Linked DNA regions of Mus musculus: regions 1 and 3 are each linked to region 2. Evidence: chromatin contacts called from public promoter capture Hi-C data. All regions are on one chromosome and are shown on one strand. Each heading gives the region's core, a stretch centred on a gene start, on an enhancer-like site or on the middle of the called end of the contact. The rest is flanking DNA. Distances are from core to core; before and after follow the strand shown.

Region 1 (2,700 bases), core at 16-2,515, 150 kb before region 2:
AGGTATTCTTGGTTAGCAACAGTGTAATCTTGAGTCAAAGATAGTATTCTGAGTCAAAAATGGCTCAGCGAGACCATCCATTCTAGCTGGGTAGTGGTGGCCGATGTCTTTAATACCACACTCAGGAGGCAGAGGCAGGCAGATCTCAAGACCAGCCTGATCTACAAAGCCAGTTTCAGGACAGAAAGGGCTACTCAGGGAAACCCTGTCTCGAAAAACCCTATCTCAATTACCTATTCTAGACTGGCAGCCATATCTTGTAATTAGAGCTTATTATAGTCAACTCTTTGAAAGGATAGTGTTCCTGCAGGGAGGCAGCGGTCACCTTGCTCCAAGACCAGCCTGTTCTGAGCCAAACCGGCCTTGTCCTGAATCACAGCACAGCTGTGGCGCTTAGAACAATGTTCACAAATGCTTTCGTAATTTTCATCCACTGCTTTTTCTTTTCCATCCGGAAATGTATCCTTCTTAACAGAGAGGAGGCACGATTGCAAGAGGTGCTTCCACTTCAGGTTGTATAAAGATGTAGGTAGCGGGGATGCTAAACTATGATTACTCTAAATAACTTAGTTCCCACTGGTGAGGTGCTCCTGAACAGAGAGCAGATTCACTGCTCCCTTGGGGTAAAAGAGATCAGAGACAGACAGGTCCCCGTCATGTGCTCTCTGACAACAACCTCACAGGCACACGATGCACACACACACACACACACTCACACTGACATGCATGGACAGAAACCCGTGGAGACCTCGAGGCACCCACTAGCAGACACCTTTAGAGGTGCACTTGTCCATGTGTCCACTTGGTGCTGAAACTCACAACTACCTGTAACTTTAGTTACATCTGATGCCTACATGAACACATGAACATGCTAAGCTCTCACGCTAGCATTCAAAGCTCTGTGGAGCTGTGGGACAAATTCTCGTTTCCAGGCAGGGATTCAACACTTCCCACACCAATCTGGAGCCAACTCCTGTTACGCACTGATACAGGGGAGGGAGTAAACACTGACCACGCCCCTCCTCTCTATGCCATTCTTCCATTGGTTTGCAGGAGCAAACCTCTCCCCCCCCCTTCGGTTTCTTCTGGCTCGGCCTTCGGACCTCCATTGGCTTAGGCAACAAGTCCTCCCAGGAGAGGCGGTGGGCGTGGTGCGGAGGCGTAAAGAAATAGATGGGCGAGCTTGCTAACCAATGAGCATGTGTATATACCTCAGCAACTGAGGCTCGCCAATGGCAAGGTAAGGTGGGCGGGGCTCTTCAGCTGTCAAGCTCCCCCGACCGGTGGAGCGTTCGAGGGGCCCGCGGCGCTCGGGGACCCTCCGCCGCCTGCGCGCAGCCTTGGGCCGGTATGGGCGGGGTGGCTGGGCCGGCATGATGAGCTCCCTGGGCAGCCCGGTGCGGGCCTACGATTTTCTACTTAAGTTCCTGTTGGTGGGCGACAGCGACGTGGGCAAGGGAGAGATCCTGGCCAGCTTGCAGGACGGAGCAGCCGAGTCTCCTTACGGCCACCCGGCGGGTGAGCGCGGCTGCAGCACCCGGAGGCGCAGCGCTGGGGTGTCGGTGCGAGCGGCCTCTCCAGCGTGGGTCCCGGGAGCGGCTGGGCAGGGCTAGGAACCGCATGCTGGGGAAGACTGCGCTCTGTGGACGGAGTCCGCAAAGCAGCTCAGGGTGGTCGTCGAGGGACATCGCAGGTGCTAGCTACGTGTTCGGAGAAGTGTGTGGGATTACAGGAGGCGTGGGCAGAGAGACAGCGGTCCACGGAGCTGAGGTCTGAGACCACAGTCTCTGAGGCTATGACCTTTTGGTGCGTGGAACTGCAAGCAGAGAGTAGCAAGACTAGACTCCAGCCTTTGATTCCAAGCACTAAGCTCTGTGTCCTAGTGGACAGGACTTCCAAGAGGAGGAAGAGGAATCTAAGTGACCCTGTAGAATTGGCTAGGGTGTAGGAAGGAACCCAACTAAGAGACTGGAGTCCAGGAGACTGGACACGGGTGAGACCAGAGCGTCTCAGGCTCCAGGGCAGTGAGCAGTGAGTGTCCTAGAAGCCTGAAGTTTAAGATCTTGCACCCCAGAGGAAGGAGACAGAGTGGCAGAATCCTGAGCAGAACATCCAAGAATAGTCACGTAGTGATCCATCCCTTTGACTGTGGCTGTGCACAGACTTCAGTGAATGCCTATTGTGTTGTTGTGGGGGTTTCAACACACCTTTCTAATACAGACCCTGCCCTGAGGCCTGCCACCCTCTGTTCTTTGGGCTTGCAGACTGCTTCCTGCATCTCCAGCCCCCTGGCAATGCCACAAGGCAAGGCCCTAAAACTGTGTGGTCCAATGCCATTTAACTACCAGGTTGGACCGCACAGATTTAGACCTTTCCTTTAGGACAAAGCTCTGTTGGACAGCATTACTGCGAGAACAAGGGCGTGACTGAAGACAGGGCTGTCTTCAGGTCCTGGTGCTCAATGAAACACCCAGGCTTCAGCAGAGGCAAAAGAGTAAAACGTTTAACAAGCCCCCAAAGGGGACGTGAGTCCCACAGTAAATGACTGATGTGGGCAGAGAGAAAGATGTGGATGACATGTGAGCAGACTTGCTGCTGGTTGGCTTGAGCAAGGCCCACTGCACTTCTGTTGCTTTTGTCTGTTTTCTGTTGTCAACATGGTCTAAGAGATTGAGGAGAATTGATGCCGTAGTTGTGGCC
Region 2 (2,700 bases), core at 147-2,646:
GACTGGACAGAAGAAACAACAGTAGCCACTCCACTCACACTCACGTTAGGCTGACACAAACCCGATCCACTCACGCTCACGTTAGGCTGACACAAACCCGAAGCATCTACTTGCCTCTTCACTCTCCTTGGCTGGGCTGGCCCCATCGCTTGGCTGGGCCCCATCACTGGACACATTCTCCTGGTCATCAGTTTTTGATTTTTTACTACATTCCTTTAAAAAAAAAAAAAAGGATGGGGGATGTTAGAAAGGAAAATTATTTTTCTTTTCTCTATTTTTATTTATCTATTTTTTTCCTTTTTAGATCAAGTCTTTCTACATAGTCCTGGCTGTCCTGGAACTCACCATGTAGACCAGGCTGACCTCAAATTCACAGAAAGTCTGCCTCTGCCTCCTGAGTGCTCAGATTAAGATGTGTGCTACCATATTTTTTTTTAATGAGATAGGGTCTTGATAAATTGCACTGTCTAACTTTGAGCTCCTGCCTCAGTCTCTCAAGCACTGGGATCATTGGTGTGTACCACCGAGCTCAGTCAAGAATAATTTAGTGTGATGCCAAAAACCAAAACATATCCTGAGCAGTCGATCTTACTTCTAAGAAACCCTTTCTACAAAATAAAATCATCCATACTTATAGAAGGGTACACATAAACACTCACACCCTCCATTTGTATTGTTTGTAGTAGTAATGAAGAACAGGAAGTGATCTAACGGTAATATATATAAGAACATTTAGATGTGGCTATTACACAAGATTACAGGCGATTCTCTGAAAAAAAAAAAAAACAACGTATGGAGTATTTGGATATGATACAATTCCTGTAAAAAAACAAAAAACCAAACGAGATTCCTGCACATGCATCACGTGTGAAGGCAAGTGAGGCAGCTGTCAGTCACTTCAGCCACCTAGTGGAGCAGGACAGGAGGGCCTGCCTGCCCTTTATTCCTTCTCCACTTCGTTGTATTGAAGTTTGTTGTTGTTTAAGTAGAAGAGCCGCTCAAAGCATCATTTCTAATTACTTTATTAATCGTTCACTTCCACAACAGGGTGCCGGGACTGAGATCAATCCCCGGCCCCAGAACAGTAGCTTCCACGGACAGTCCCGGCGGTGCACTCGCCTGCAGTGGACAACAGCCAGCTCGCCGCCCAGTCCTCTGCAGACAGGTGATGGCTGTCAGAGGCCGACATAACAGAGCAAGGTGCACCCGGCTGAGCCCGACCCTCACCACCGATTCCAGCCTTGGCTTTCGCCCCTAGCCCCGCCGGACGACGCACCCACCTTTCGTGTGCAGTGCTCACACTTCATCTGGAGTGGGACTGGCAGGAGGCCGACGCGCCTAAGCTGTGAGGAGTAAGGAAGACTGGAACACCGCCGCCTGCCGCCCGCTAGCGACCTGCGACCCTTTGTTGTCTTCTTGCACGGAGGCCCCGCCCCAAGGACTGTAGTAGACCAATGAGAGAGCCTAAGCAAGATGAGCCACACCCCTGAGCCAATGAAAAGAGTGCAAGGATGGTATGGCACGCTCACCCCGCCTCCGCCGCTTAAGCCAATGAGAGTGTGAGGAAGTGGCAGGTCCCTCCCAGGAGCCAATCAGAGAACGGGGGTGGAGCTTGTCCCTCGACTAGTAGTTGCCCGGCCGGGACATATCCTCCTGTCAGTTTTTGCCTGGTTAAGGACTAATGGGGAAAGTTGGCAAAGGCGGGCGTATGAGGCAGGAAGAGTGCGCTGACCGAGCGGACGAGGCCGAATCGCGGCGACCTCAGAGCGCCTTGCTCAGTGGCCGCGGCCTGGCCCGCTCAATCAAGTTAGCGTCGTAAGTTCTGCTCTACTGCGTCTCCTGGAGGGCGGAGCCGGCGCCGCCCTCTACCGCCGCCATGACCAGCCAGCGAAGCCTCACGTAGGCCGGTGCGGCACAAGTGCACATGCGCAGCAGGCTTGCTTTGCTTTATGGGCAATGCTGCTGAGTCTGGCGTGTAGATTCAAAGTAGGCTGACCTTGAATCTTGGCGAGTTAGCGCATGCCTTTAGTCCCAGAACCCAGGAGACAGAGCAAGGCAGATCTCTGAGTTCCAGGACGGCCAGTACTACACATGTACCTGTCTACAAACAAAATGACAGGTAGGATGAGCAGGCCTATTGGCAATTACCCAACACTCAGGAGGCTGAGGCAGGAAAATGATAAAATTAAAGCCAACACTGCCCTATACTGCTACACAGTGAGACCTGTCTCCAAGGCAGATTAAATGCATTATTCTTTTGTTGTGTTCCAATCCCCTGGGAAAGACCAAAGACAGACTCAATTCAAATTTAAATTAAATAAGTGCATTCTTACTCCTACCTGAAGGACAGCGGCTTTAGAGCCAAACAGCATGCTGGAAGAAGGCTAAAGGAAAGCTTTATAAAGTAGATATCATAGCTGCACACCACCTACAGAATAGGGCAAGTTACATAATATACAAAAGATGTACCTTATCTATGGAATCCACAGCTGGGCAAGAGAATCGTCCTGTGTAATAATGTACATATAACTCCCCTGGGACAGCTAAAGAAACTTACTATAGTACCAGGCATCCCTTAAAGGCCACTGACCTTTGACCTGGAATGTCAATAATAGAATGAGATTATAGGATAATGGTTTACCGAGGGAAGTGTCTCTAATAACTGAGAGCAGCCTGTTTCTGGACCAGCAGTAACAGTGC
Region 3 (2,700 bases), core at 119-2,618, 210 kb before region 2:
CCTTCCCCTGCTAGTCAGACCCTCTTCACTTCTTGAGCCCTCCCCTGCCTAGCACGATGCCTTTCATTTCCAACAATGTTCAAACCAATAACTGTACAACCTCCCCAACCCTGGTCACCTGCTTTCCAACCCCTACCAGCAAATTAATGTTTCTACCCAATCCAATGGTTTCTCTGCCTCTGCAGTTCTCACCTGCCACTTCAGACAAAGCCCACCACTCTGTCTTACCCAAAAACTAGAGCCCCATCCAAAAAAAAAAAAAAAAAAAAAAAGACATTATGGAGAGAATGTTTTTAGCTAAGGAATACACAAAGATGATTTTGTTCAAGTACAAAACTCTAATTATCAAAGGGCTCATTTGGACATTGTCTTTGTTTTCTGTTGCTGTGATGAAACTGGCCAAAAATCAACTTGAGGAAGAAAGGGTTTATTTGGCTTTCACAGCCCATCACTGAGAAAAGTGTAGGGATGAATCAAAGCAAATAGAAGCAGAAACTACGGAGGAGTCTTGCGTGCTTGCTCCTAGGCTCAAGTTCAGCTGTCTTTCTTATACAGCTCAGAGCCACAGGCCAGGGATGGTACATCTCACGGTGGGCTGGGCCGTCCTTTATCAATTAGTAATTAAAGAAATATCGCAAAGACATGCCCACAAGCCAATCTGGTGGTGGCAATTACTCACTTGAGATTTCTTCCGAGGTATGTCTAGGTTTGTGTAAGGTTGACAAAAACTATGACGGACAGTATCCATTACAAACGACTGTAAAGGCCTACCTAAACTTGGGGGATTTAGAACCACCAAAGGAATCTAATGGCACTGTCCACTCTCCTGCTCTGCCTGGAACGGAGATCCCAGATAAACGTGGAGCTCTGAGTTTGCAGAATCCTGGCCTCATAGCGCAGCCCCATAGGAGCGCCGTGCCAGACCGCTCCTCTTTGCTTGCCATGAGCGCTCTCGTAGGAGGCAGGTTCATCCAACAATTCTGCTGGTTCCCTCCCTATCCACAGAGAGGTCTCAAGCATGCTTTGCTCAGTTCCTGGACATGGCAGGGAAGGCAGGAGGTATGGCTCCCCAGGTCCCTTCCTCCCAGATGCAAGGACCTCAAGATAGAGACTCGGGGCCCCGCCCGCACCGCGGAACCGCTCCTCCGCCACCTCCCGGGACGCGCGCTCTCTGTGCACCGCCGGCAAGCTGCGGAGCAGCGCGCGGGTCTCCGCACTCTCGCCGAACGCTTCCAGGGCGGAGGCGCGAACAAGCGCATCATCCTCCACCTCCTCCTCGGCGGCGCTCGCAGCCGGCTCATTGCTCAGTACCATCCTGCCAGCAGCTTCCGTAAGAACCCTACCGGCAACCGGGAAGAAAAGAGATACAGCACGAGAACTGCCAGCCCCGCCCTGAGACCTTCGACCCCCAACTACGGGGCGCGCAAGCCAACAAAACAGCTCACGCGAAGTCGGCTCAGCGCGCAAAATGATGCTTGCGTGAGTGAAGGGAAGCACCAGAAAAACTAAGCCTCCAATGTCTACAGCCTCAACAGGGAGTGGGTGGAGCCCAAAAGAGGTGGGGCTAAGGAGGGTGTGGCCGGAGCAGTGGGCCGGTACGATCTTTACAGGGAATGAACTCTAGTGTTGGAAGCCTTCTGGAGCTTGAGTGTGTGTAAGGTTAAGGAAATAACTGGGTTTGAAATTGGGGGCAGGAACATGGAAGGTTTTGAGCTAGTGTGGACAGCGCAGGAAAGCTGAACTAGTAGAAAGAGCCAGAATAGGACGGGTGGTGTATGAACGCAGGGGAGGAATGGGTTTTGAGTGTGGGGGCAAGAATGGGGCAATGATGTCTGAGCACCTGCAGGAGTGGGGCGCGGGGGGGTGCTTTAAGGGTGTAGGAGACAATGGGGTATTGCTCCAGGATGAAGGCTTTTGCCGTGACCTCAAACAGCACCATCATGACCACCCAAAGCAGTCCTGAGAAAAGACGTGAGCTATACGCTGCTGGCCCTGCATTCACCAGAACAGACCTCACTGGGAAGTAGAAGACTGGAGTGGTTAGATAGTTTAGTGTGCAAAGTCTCCTTCACTAAGCCTCGGGAGTTGAATGTGTAACAGTAGGCCCCCAAACCTTAGCACATCCTACTCCATGATTAAAGTGCCATTCAGGCTGTAAAACTCATTCGACAGCACCCACGGGGCAAACTAAAAAACAAAGACTTGATCCTTCAAAGTCCGTAGGTCCTGAAAAGTTTCTGAATGTGCTAACTTTGCTTTTTGGCTTCTCTAGTTCTACTTCTCGCTCACTATTGTTGATAACTGAAGTATGTCAACCTAGAACATATTTGTGTGTGTGTGTGTGTGTGTGTGTGTGTGTGTGTGTGTGGTTAAAAGTTCATGAGAAGGATCACTGTTTTGCTGGGATCCAGAATACCCAGGGTAGTCACTGGCCTGCTAATAAAGACTTTCTATTGGCTTAAATATAGATCCTAGCAGTCTTCTCAGATATGTTGTGGGGTAACAAGTTTGGTCCTCACATAGTGGAAGAAGAAGAGAACCACAAGTTGTACTCTGACCTATACACACATATTTCAGCACATGAGTACGCAAAATAAAATCTAAAAAAATAGAAAACAGTGAGGTGCTAGAGAGTGTCTGGCAGTGATTGTAACTGAAGGACCGGAGCCAAACGGGCTAGCATGGTGGCTTCCTTCCCTA

The links. Promoter capture Hi-C pulls out the DNA fragments that hold promoters and counts their contacts. Capture Hi-C pulls out chosen DNA fragments and counts their contacts.
Region 1: a contact with region 2 is called in a promoter capture Hi-C map of embryonic stem cells. The contact joins the promoter of Rab40b here to the promoter of Narf in region 2. A contact is called at or near these places in 2 of 39 promoter capture datasets (embryonic stem cells and liver), 1 of 484 Hi-C or Micro-C datasets (embryonic stem cells), 1 of 115 datasets of contacts at active chromatin or transcription factors (microglia) and 2 of 9 other capture datasets (adipose tissue and pancreatic islet).
Region 3: a contact with region 2 is called in a promoter capture Hi-C map of adipose tissue. The contact joins the promoter of Tbcd here to the promoter of Narf in region 2. A contact is called at or near these places in 7 of 39 promoter capture datasets (the HPC-7 cell line, embryonic stem cells, fetal liver and 4 more), 7 of 484 Hi-C or Micro-C datasets (the N1E-115 cell line, beige adipocytes, cortical neurons and 1 more), 3 of 115 datasets of contacts at active chromatin or transcription factors (the SCID.adh cell line, extraembryonic endoderm stem cells and memory CD8 T cells) and 3 of 9 other capture datasets (adipose tissue, liver and pancreatic islet).

What each region holds. Positions count from the first base shown.
Region 1 is chr11:121,386,816-121,389,515 of GRCm38.p6, reverse strand. It overlaps Rab40b (Rab40B, member RAS oncogene family), which reads left to right and starts at 1,265. Exons shown (of 6, transcript NM_139147.3): 1 at 1,265-1,518. The coding sequence starts at 1,374. It overlaps Mir7236 (microRNA 7236), which reads left to right and starts at 2,312; the gene lies at 2,312-2,371.
Region 2 is chr11:121,235,932-121,238,631 of GRCm38.p6, reverse strand. It overlaps Narf (nuclear prelamin A recognition factor), which reads right to left and starts at 1,396. Exons shown (of 11, transcript NM_026272.3): 1 at 1,281-1,396; 2 at 115-213. The coding sequence starts at 1,307.
Region 3 is chr11:121,450,659-121,453,358 of GRCm38.p6, reverse strand. It overlaps Tbcd (tubulin-specific chaperone d), which reads right to left and starts at 1,368. Exons shown (of 39, transcript NM_029878.4): 1 at 1,131-1,368. The coding sequence starts at 1,314.